Regions from separate parts of the Mus musculus genome. Here region 1 is linked to region 2. Evidence: chromatin contacts called from public promoter capture Hi-C data. All regions are on one chromosome and are shown on one strand. Each heading gives the region's core, a stretch centred on a gene start, on an enhancer-like site or on the middle of the called end of the contact. The rest is flanking DNA. Distances are from core to core; before and after follow the strand shown. Region 1 holds the start of Msx2 (msh homeobox 2). Region 2 holds the start of Shc3 (src homology 2 domain-containing transforming protein C3).

Region 1 (3,582 bases), core at 938-3,437, 1.9 Mb after region 2:
TTTAAGGCTGAAATCCTGGATGTGTTGTGGGGCATTGCCCCAGGCCTAGGAATACAGGCACTCCAAATTTGTTAAACAAGTTAAGACTCTTCATGTTTCTGAACCTCCATTTCGCTGACAATAAAATGGATAACTACTACTTATCCCTCGGGTGGCTTAGAGAGCTACATGTTGGAGTGCCCAGAGCCCCACTTGGGGGGTAATGAGCAAATCAATGTGCCCAAGAGCTTTTTTTTCCATGGGCCCAAACTGCTGATCCCTCTGAACTCTGCTGTGAAACGGCCTCTTCTGTTAACAAGAGGCTCTCGGCTGCCGCACAAAGGAGATCAGATAAGATAATGTATTGAAAAGCACTGTGCAAACTGGAGTTTAAATTCTTTAAGTCCTTAATCTCTGCACCCTTTCAGCCTTTCAGAATTTCCAGCAGGGTGGAGAGAGACAGCCAGAGGGGACAGCCACTGACGCCTGGGTATATGGTCTTGTTTTGTTCACAAAATACTTTGCATCTCTAGTCCAGAGGGCCGGGCTGAAAGGTAGAAAGGAAGACAAGTTCTCCCCCAGCTGAGCTGGGAAAGTCCCTCCACAATCCCTCTCCCTCTTTCTCAACTTTCCCAAAGTTTGATGGGGGGGGGGGCAGGAAAAAAGGCAACAGAAGAGATAAACCTCAAAGGCCAAGAGATAAAACTAAAAACAAAGTTTCAGGAATGGACCCCAAAGGGATGCTAAGTCTGGAAAGGAAGTCGGCACAGCCTCCCTGGAGGAAGTGGGGTGCAGTGAAAATAGCAATATGGCCATCACCCTCAAAAGAGGGGGCAGAGAGCATGGACACCAGACCCCCATGCCCATTGCAAGTATGAATGGTAACCTGGACCAAGCAAGAGCAATCCTCTAAGCACTAGCCACCAAGTCTGAAGGGGTAGCCACAGGTGGCATGCCTCTGCCTGTACTTTGAGGTTCTAGCAAGCAGCCAAATCTGGCGAACTTGTGGCCACCTCACTGTACATTCTCAAGTTCTGAAGGAATGCTGTTAATTATTACTGTGAACCCAGGAGAGCCCACGAGGGTCTGGCCCAAACTAGCTCCCTGCAACACGCAGAACCTAACCAACAACGGACTAGAATACAAGAAGCTTCCTTTCCGAATCAGTCTCTGCCTGCCACCTTCCCTTCATAGGATGGACACTGGAGTTCGAAGACTACCAAGTATGTCTGCTCCATGTCTGGTTAACTTCCAGTTGTCTAGTCTTTATAGTGGGGTGAACTTCATGGGGCTGCCTGTATATTTTGAAGGCCAGCAAAACCACATTTCAATACTCATTTAAAGTGGATCCCAGCCCGGTGTGGTGGTGCACACCAGTTATTCTAGTACTTAGGTGGTGGAGTAAGATGACGAGTTCAAGACCATCCTGAGCTGCATACCAGCACGGGCCACAGGAGACCCTGACTCAACAAAACAAAACAGCGACTCTCCCCTATTTCCCGGGCAGGTACACAAATATGAAGTTTTCGGAGCAGGGGGCTAAGGACTGCAGAAATCAACAACTTGGTTTGGTTTTCAAATGCCAGCCAGCGCTCAGGTACTGCAGATTCCTCGAAGCTAGGGATTCTGGGATGCGGACCGCCCGCTGAACTGGGGTACCAGGGGGGTCAAGAGCATCATCCTGTTAACACCCGTTCCCCAGCCCCTCTGGGACCCCTCGCGCTGGTCCAGCCCGGATCCCGTCCCAGACGCGCACTCACTGGGCGGCGGGGAGTATCTGCCGGGCTCCTGTATCCACGGTGCTCCGTCTTCGGAATTTTCCGACTTGACCGAGGCGGTCTCGAAGGGCTTGACGAGAGGCCCGGGACTGTGAGCGTCCCGGACGCCGTGTCCCGGCAGCAGCAGCGGCCGCAGGACAGCGCCAGCCGAGGCGCAGTCGGGTGGCACCGCGGGCGATTCCTTGGGCGGCTTCTTGTCGGACATGAGCGCCTCCACGCTGAAGGGCAGGCTGGAGACCTTGACCCTGCGTTCCTCTGCGCTGCCCTCGGCTCCTCCAGGCCCGGGACCCGGGCCGGCCAGTACCGCGGGGCCCTCCTCATCCGACGAAAACAAGTCACCGCCTTTAGTCGGAGAAGCCATGACTTTCTGCGCCGCGTAGCTGTCGGCGCGCGACTCCGCTGGCAACTCTCAAGCGAAGACTCCAACTTTTGGGGGGGGAGCCGGCAGGGGCGCGCTGGGAGCCCAGCCTGTCCTCCGAGGGGAAGTGGGAGACTCGGCTCAACCAACTGGCGACGGCCCTGCTCCTGACGCCACGGACGCTCGCCACCGATTGGCTCTCCCTGGAGAGGCTTGGGGCCCTTCCCCCGCCCCGTTTGAAATAAATTAGGAGTTAATTACAGGAGCAGTCAGCAGAGTTGTTATTAGGCGATCCCTCAAGGGTTATAATCGCCCAAACTGAAAAGTCTAAGGCGTAATTAAAGCCGATTGTTTAAAGAGGAAGCTTGCCGAGTCTCATTTCTTGTCTTTTAACCCCTCTTTAAAGTGTTTCTGGTGCCGATCCCACACGCTCCCGCCTGAGAATGTTGGAAATCTGCGGAGGGCATGGAACATTTATAAAGCTCCCACTATGAGCTCAAACTAGTGTATCTTTGTAACTATAATGGAAAACAATAGCAGCATCTTTACTAATAGAAATAGTTTAGGCATGGTCCTTAGTTGTCTTATCTTTGGAGAGTGTTCCAAGACATTAGCTGTAACTCATTCCTTAAGAAAAGGGACAAAGATGAGAAAGGCTGAGAGGTGGTCAAGGGATATTCAACTAATCTCTACCCTTTCTCCCTTTTTTTTTCCTTTAAAACAGACTCTTGCTCTCCAGCTCTGGCTAGCTTAGAAGTCGCTCCCTATCTTACCCAAGATGGTCCTGAACTTGCTACCCCACTGGCTTCGTCCCTGGTGTTGAGAGTGTAGGTGTGCACCAGCAGACCCAGCGCCCATTGGTTCCTGGCAGCTAATTTACACAAATGATCTCCATTTCATACTCTGTCCAAACAGGACAAGTTTTAGAAACTGTCAATGGGGATATTTTCTCACCCCTTGAGTCTCCTCTCTAGGCCCGTGCAAAAGTGTGCTCATGAGGTTTTTTTTTTTTTTTTTTTTTTTTGAGTTTGTGTTTGTCATTGGAGTTCAGGTGTCAGGATAGCATCTGCCTTGGGAGGTGATGGGCAGGGGAGAAGGGTATTTGTGACATTTAGTGTCTTTATTCTCTCTGCAAATAACAGGGTTCGACTTTGCAAACCCAAAGCCTGAATATCTTTGGGGAAAGCTCATCTCACCTGACTTTGAAATTTTAAGCAGCATACCTATCAGGATCCCACCCTAAAGCACACTCTCTATCTAACTGCAGCCCCAAAGCATCAGTGACCAACTGTATCAATGCATGGAAGAAGAGAGTTTTGAGACAGAGGCCTGAAATAATTCTGCACCTCCCTTGCCCGCAAGCCAGCAGGAGCAGAAAGATCGCTGCAAACAACCCATTTCAGGCTGCAGAAGCTTTTTCATAGATCCAAAAACCCATCCGGACTGGTGGGGGAAAGAAGAGCCTGC
Region 2 (3,652 bases), core at 811-3,310:
GACCGATGTCACCGAGTCATTCCTGAAGCGGTTGTACTTGGTGCGTGGAAGCATGCCCCTCCGTGGGCTCGCCGCATCCACCCGGGCGCTGCTGCTGCCGGCCCTGGCGCGGACTGCCGCGCATAGCACACGAGCCGCGGTCCCCCGAGCGGGACGAGGAGCCCGAGTCCCAGGACAGCCTTTCCGGAGAGGGACAGCCGAGGCCGACGACCGAGCCCTTTTCACCGTTACAAGGCAGCAGAGCAGCAGCCACGCAGCGCGGGCCCTGGAGACCGAGGGTTGGGGTGGAACGCTTGCCTTGCAAAAGTCATAGTTGCGGCTGATGGAGCGAGCGGCCAGCTGCACGGGGCTGCTCCCAGCAAAAGCGTGACTCACTCTGAGGAGACCCTTCTCAACAAAGGCTCGGTGAGCTCCGCAAATCACTTCCTGTAGCAAAAAGAGAGAGAAGAAAACGACATCCACCCGCTGACAGCAACTACAGCCAATCAGTTCTCAAATTTCCTTTTTCTACCTTCGCAGATATTTCCTTCCAGTCTTTGCCTTTTCACCTACCCCCTCCCCATCCCGCATCTGTGCCAAAGGTAAATCCAGTCCCGTCAAATGATCTCTTGAACTTTCCGCAACCCATTATTCCGTGCAATGGCTTGCTCTTCCCTTGCTCAGCTCATGTGGATGAAGCCCAGAAGTGTCTGACAGGGATGCGTTCAAATGTGACGAAGGCTTTTAAAGAAGTCTTCAAGGCGAATCCTGATGAATCCTGATTTTGGAAAGTAGCAAGAATTTTAAGTAGGAAAAAAAAAAAGAGGGGGGACCCTTCACCAGCAGATGAATATTTAAGAAAGAAAGAAAAAAACCTGTCAGTTTCCTGTGGTTTGCTTTTCTTGTTCAGATCAGCAGAGCAGCCATGTATCTGTGGCGGTGCAATTCCTGTACCAATTCACGAAAAAAAAAAAAAATCAGCACAGAAATTTCTTCTCAGTACAGCTCAGAGGGGGTCTTCCCTAATAATTTACAGCAGTCAGCAGCCGTACTCAGCTAGGGTTCAGTTGAAAAATCTACTTCAAAAAAAAACCTGCATCTCTGCTGAGCGGCAACAGGCTCCAGAAATCCATGCCAAAAAAAGAGAGAGAGAGAGAAAGAGGGCCGCGTTTTGAGTTTTATTCCAAGTGAATGTGTTTCAGCCCTGGAAGCATGCCTTAGTAGCATTACCAATCCGTTTCAATGTCCCTTCAGTTGCTGCTTGCAGCCCTGCAGTCAGGCAGGAAAAAAAATGCGGCTGCTCTAACTGTCCATCAAATCCACAGCAAGAATGGCCTCTTCCTTGCGAGTCGGGCCCAGGCTTGCAGTGACACGCACAGGCCTTCTTCCTGACGCTTGGGAGAATAGGACATCGACAGCCTCCCCGAGGGTCTGACCAAGATTCTGAGACCCACTGAGCCCTTCCTCGGTGGCCTCTACCAGGTGGCCTCATGTGTTAAGACAGATAACCTGCACCACCGAGAAGTCAATCGCTGTCAAAGTTTCCTGGTAACTTCTGTGCAAGCGAATGCATTTGCCTTCTAGCACACTAGCAGGTCACCCTGAGTCTTCTCACGCCCAGGGCTGATCTCGGGAGGCAGTGCGGTTCCCAGGCTTTCTGGGAGCCCCAGGAAGGGAGTTTAGGGAGAGCCACCCGTGGCGGCCGTGCAAGTGAGGCCGGTTCCAGAGGACGAAAAAGCGCAGAGCCGCCAGGCCCGCCCTGGCGCAGCAAACACGTCCCCACCGCTCTCCAACCGCGCGGCAGCCCTAGCTGAACAGCCACCCCGCACTCTCTTTTCTCCCTTCCTCTAGCTCGCATAGCAACAGCAGATGCGCACCCCACGGACGATTTCGATGGTGATTGGAGTCCCCCTCCAATCTGAAGCAAGTCAGCCCCACCATTCCCAAACCGTGGTCTTCTTCATTAGAAGCAGACAAAAAGAAAAAAAGAAAAAGGAAAAAAAAAAAAAACAGACCGAATGTGAATGAGATGCTGTTTGTGTGAATGAAAGGGCCGGCGAGCGAGCCAGCGTTTCTGTGAATGGAGCGGGTCCTTGCAGCCGGTGCCAGGCAATCCCCTGGGCTCAGGCGGCTTCAGCCAATGAGAGGCTGAGCCGATGACTCATTCAACAAAGGCTCGCTCAATAGTGGAAGATTCCATTTCAATCAAGGGCGGGATCTTTTATCCAACAGCAGTGTGGGAAAAAAAAAGAGAAAGAAAAAAAAAAAAATAACACCACCCAGATTGATTACAAAAATTCTGGGAGGAAGAAACAAGCCGGTATAGAGAGATGGGGAAAATTAGTTTTATAAGGGTGTTGGAGACTATCGGGTCAGTTCCGGGTGAAGCAGGACCACTCTCTGGGAGGTGAGCTGTACCCAAACTTTCATTCACTGGTTCTTCTACCTCACAGAGCAGCCATGAATGTACCAGCTTTTATTATGAATGCACACAGAAGACCCAGTCAAAGGCTAGCCTCTTCCCCATGAAGTCTTTCCTAATAAAGGAATAAAGAAGACCTATGCAAGCTAAGTCTCCAGAGCAGCGGAGGGGATCCCAAAGCTACATCATTTAACCCTTTAGCCAACAAGGAGACTTTGGATTCTATTATGAGGCCAACGGAGGGAGCCGACTGAGAAAATATGAATGGCGGTGTAAATTTACATACAACAATTAGACTCGTTGGTGTTAGACGTTAATATACCAAGAATATCATATAGTACAGCTAGAGCTGCTGTTAGCTGGAAAGTGATACGAATATTTTGGTGTACAGGAAAAAAGAAAATAAATTAAAGAGCCCAAATGCGTCAGATGGAATTCCACAGCCCCTGCAGGGGAACTCTGCTCACGTGCCTGTCCCAGGAGAGCCCTTTGTTCGCCCTAGGGAGCCTGGCTGTCGCTTATTTTAGGCATGATCCCCCAAAGCCCAAGCTCTGGGCTGTCAACTCGAAACAAACTGGCACCAGTGAGAACGAGGATAGATAATTCTAGATGCCATGTTCAAAGTCTGCGCTATGCTGTGACTATCACGTGTTCACTGGATGCTTATGTTGAAGTCTAATCCTGGCCACCTTTCTTTCAAAAGGTGAAAGCTTAGTCTGTGTCATTTAGGGGAGGGGCTTCTGGGACAGGACTGGGATTAGGTCATCAGAGTAGAGGAGCAATAGCCCAGTCTGTAAAATGCTTTATCTTGCAAGCAAGAGGACCTGAATTCAATCCTCAAAAACTCAACATTTAAAAAAACAAAACCAAAAATACTAACAGACAAACAAATAAATGGGCTGACGACCCAGTGTTACACAGCCAGCCAGCCCAACCCCTCAGCAAGTTTTAAGCCAAGAAGAGACCTTATTTCAAACAAACAAGATGGGGTCAGCAAGATTGCTATCAACCTTGATGATTGGAATTTAGTCCCCAGGAGCCACACAGTGGAGATGATGTTGTCCTCTGACCCCCTACACATGTGCTCTAACATGCATCTAATGAAAAGCTATTTTTAAAGAAAACATGGCTGTCATCCAAGAAATGAGAGTGGAGGCCATACTCTGTCCTCCACATGCAGGTATGGCACACTTCCACACAAGCACACACAAGGATGCACCTGCACACATATAACCACATAGAAGTAGAGAG

The links. Promoter capture Hi-C pulls out the DNA fragments that hold promoters and counts their contacts.
Region 1: a promoter capture Hi-C map of embryonic stem cells shows a contact between it and region 2, with 5 times the contacts expected there. The contact joins the promoter of Msx2 here to the promoter of Shc3 in region 2. A contact is called at or near these places in 3 of 39 promoter capture datasets (embryonic stem cells, liver and pre-B cells) and 1 of 115 datasets of contacts at active chromatin or transcription factors (embryonic stem cells).

What each region holds. Positions count from the first base shown.
Region 1 is chr13:53,470,593-53,474,174 of GRCm38.p6, forward strand. It overlaps Msx2 (msh homeobox 2), which reads right to left and starts at 2,188. Exons shown (of 2, transcript NM_013601.2): 1 at 1,740-2,188. The coding sequence starts at 2,118. It overlaps Gm33763 (a long non-coding RNA gene), which reads left to right. Exons shown (of 4, transcript XR_873406.2): 2 at 3,383-3,582.
Region 2 is chr13:51,567,391-51,571,042 of GRCm38.p6, forward strand. Shc3 (src homology 2 domain-containing transforming protein C3) reads right to left here and starts at 2,061. Exons shown (of 12, transcript NM_009167.5): 1 at 1-2,061. The coding sequence starts at 54.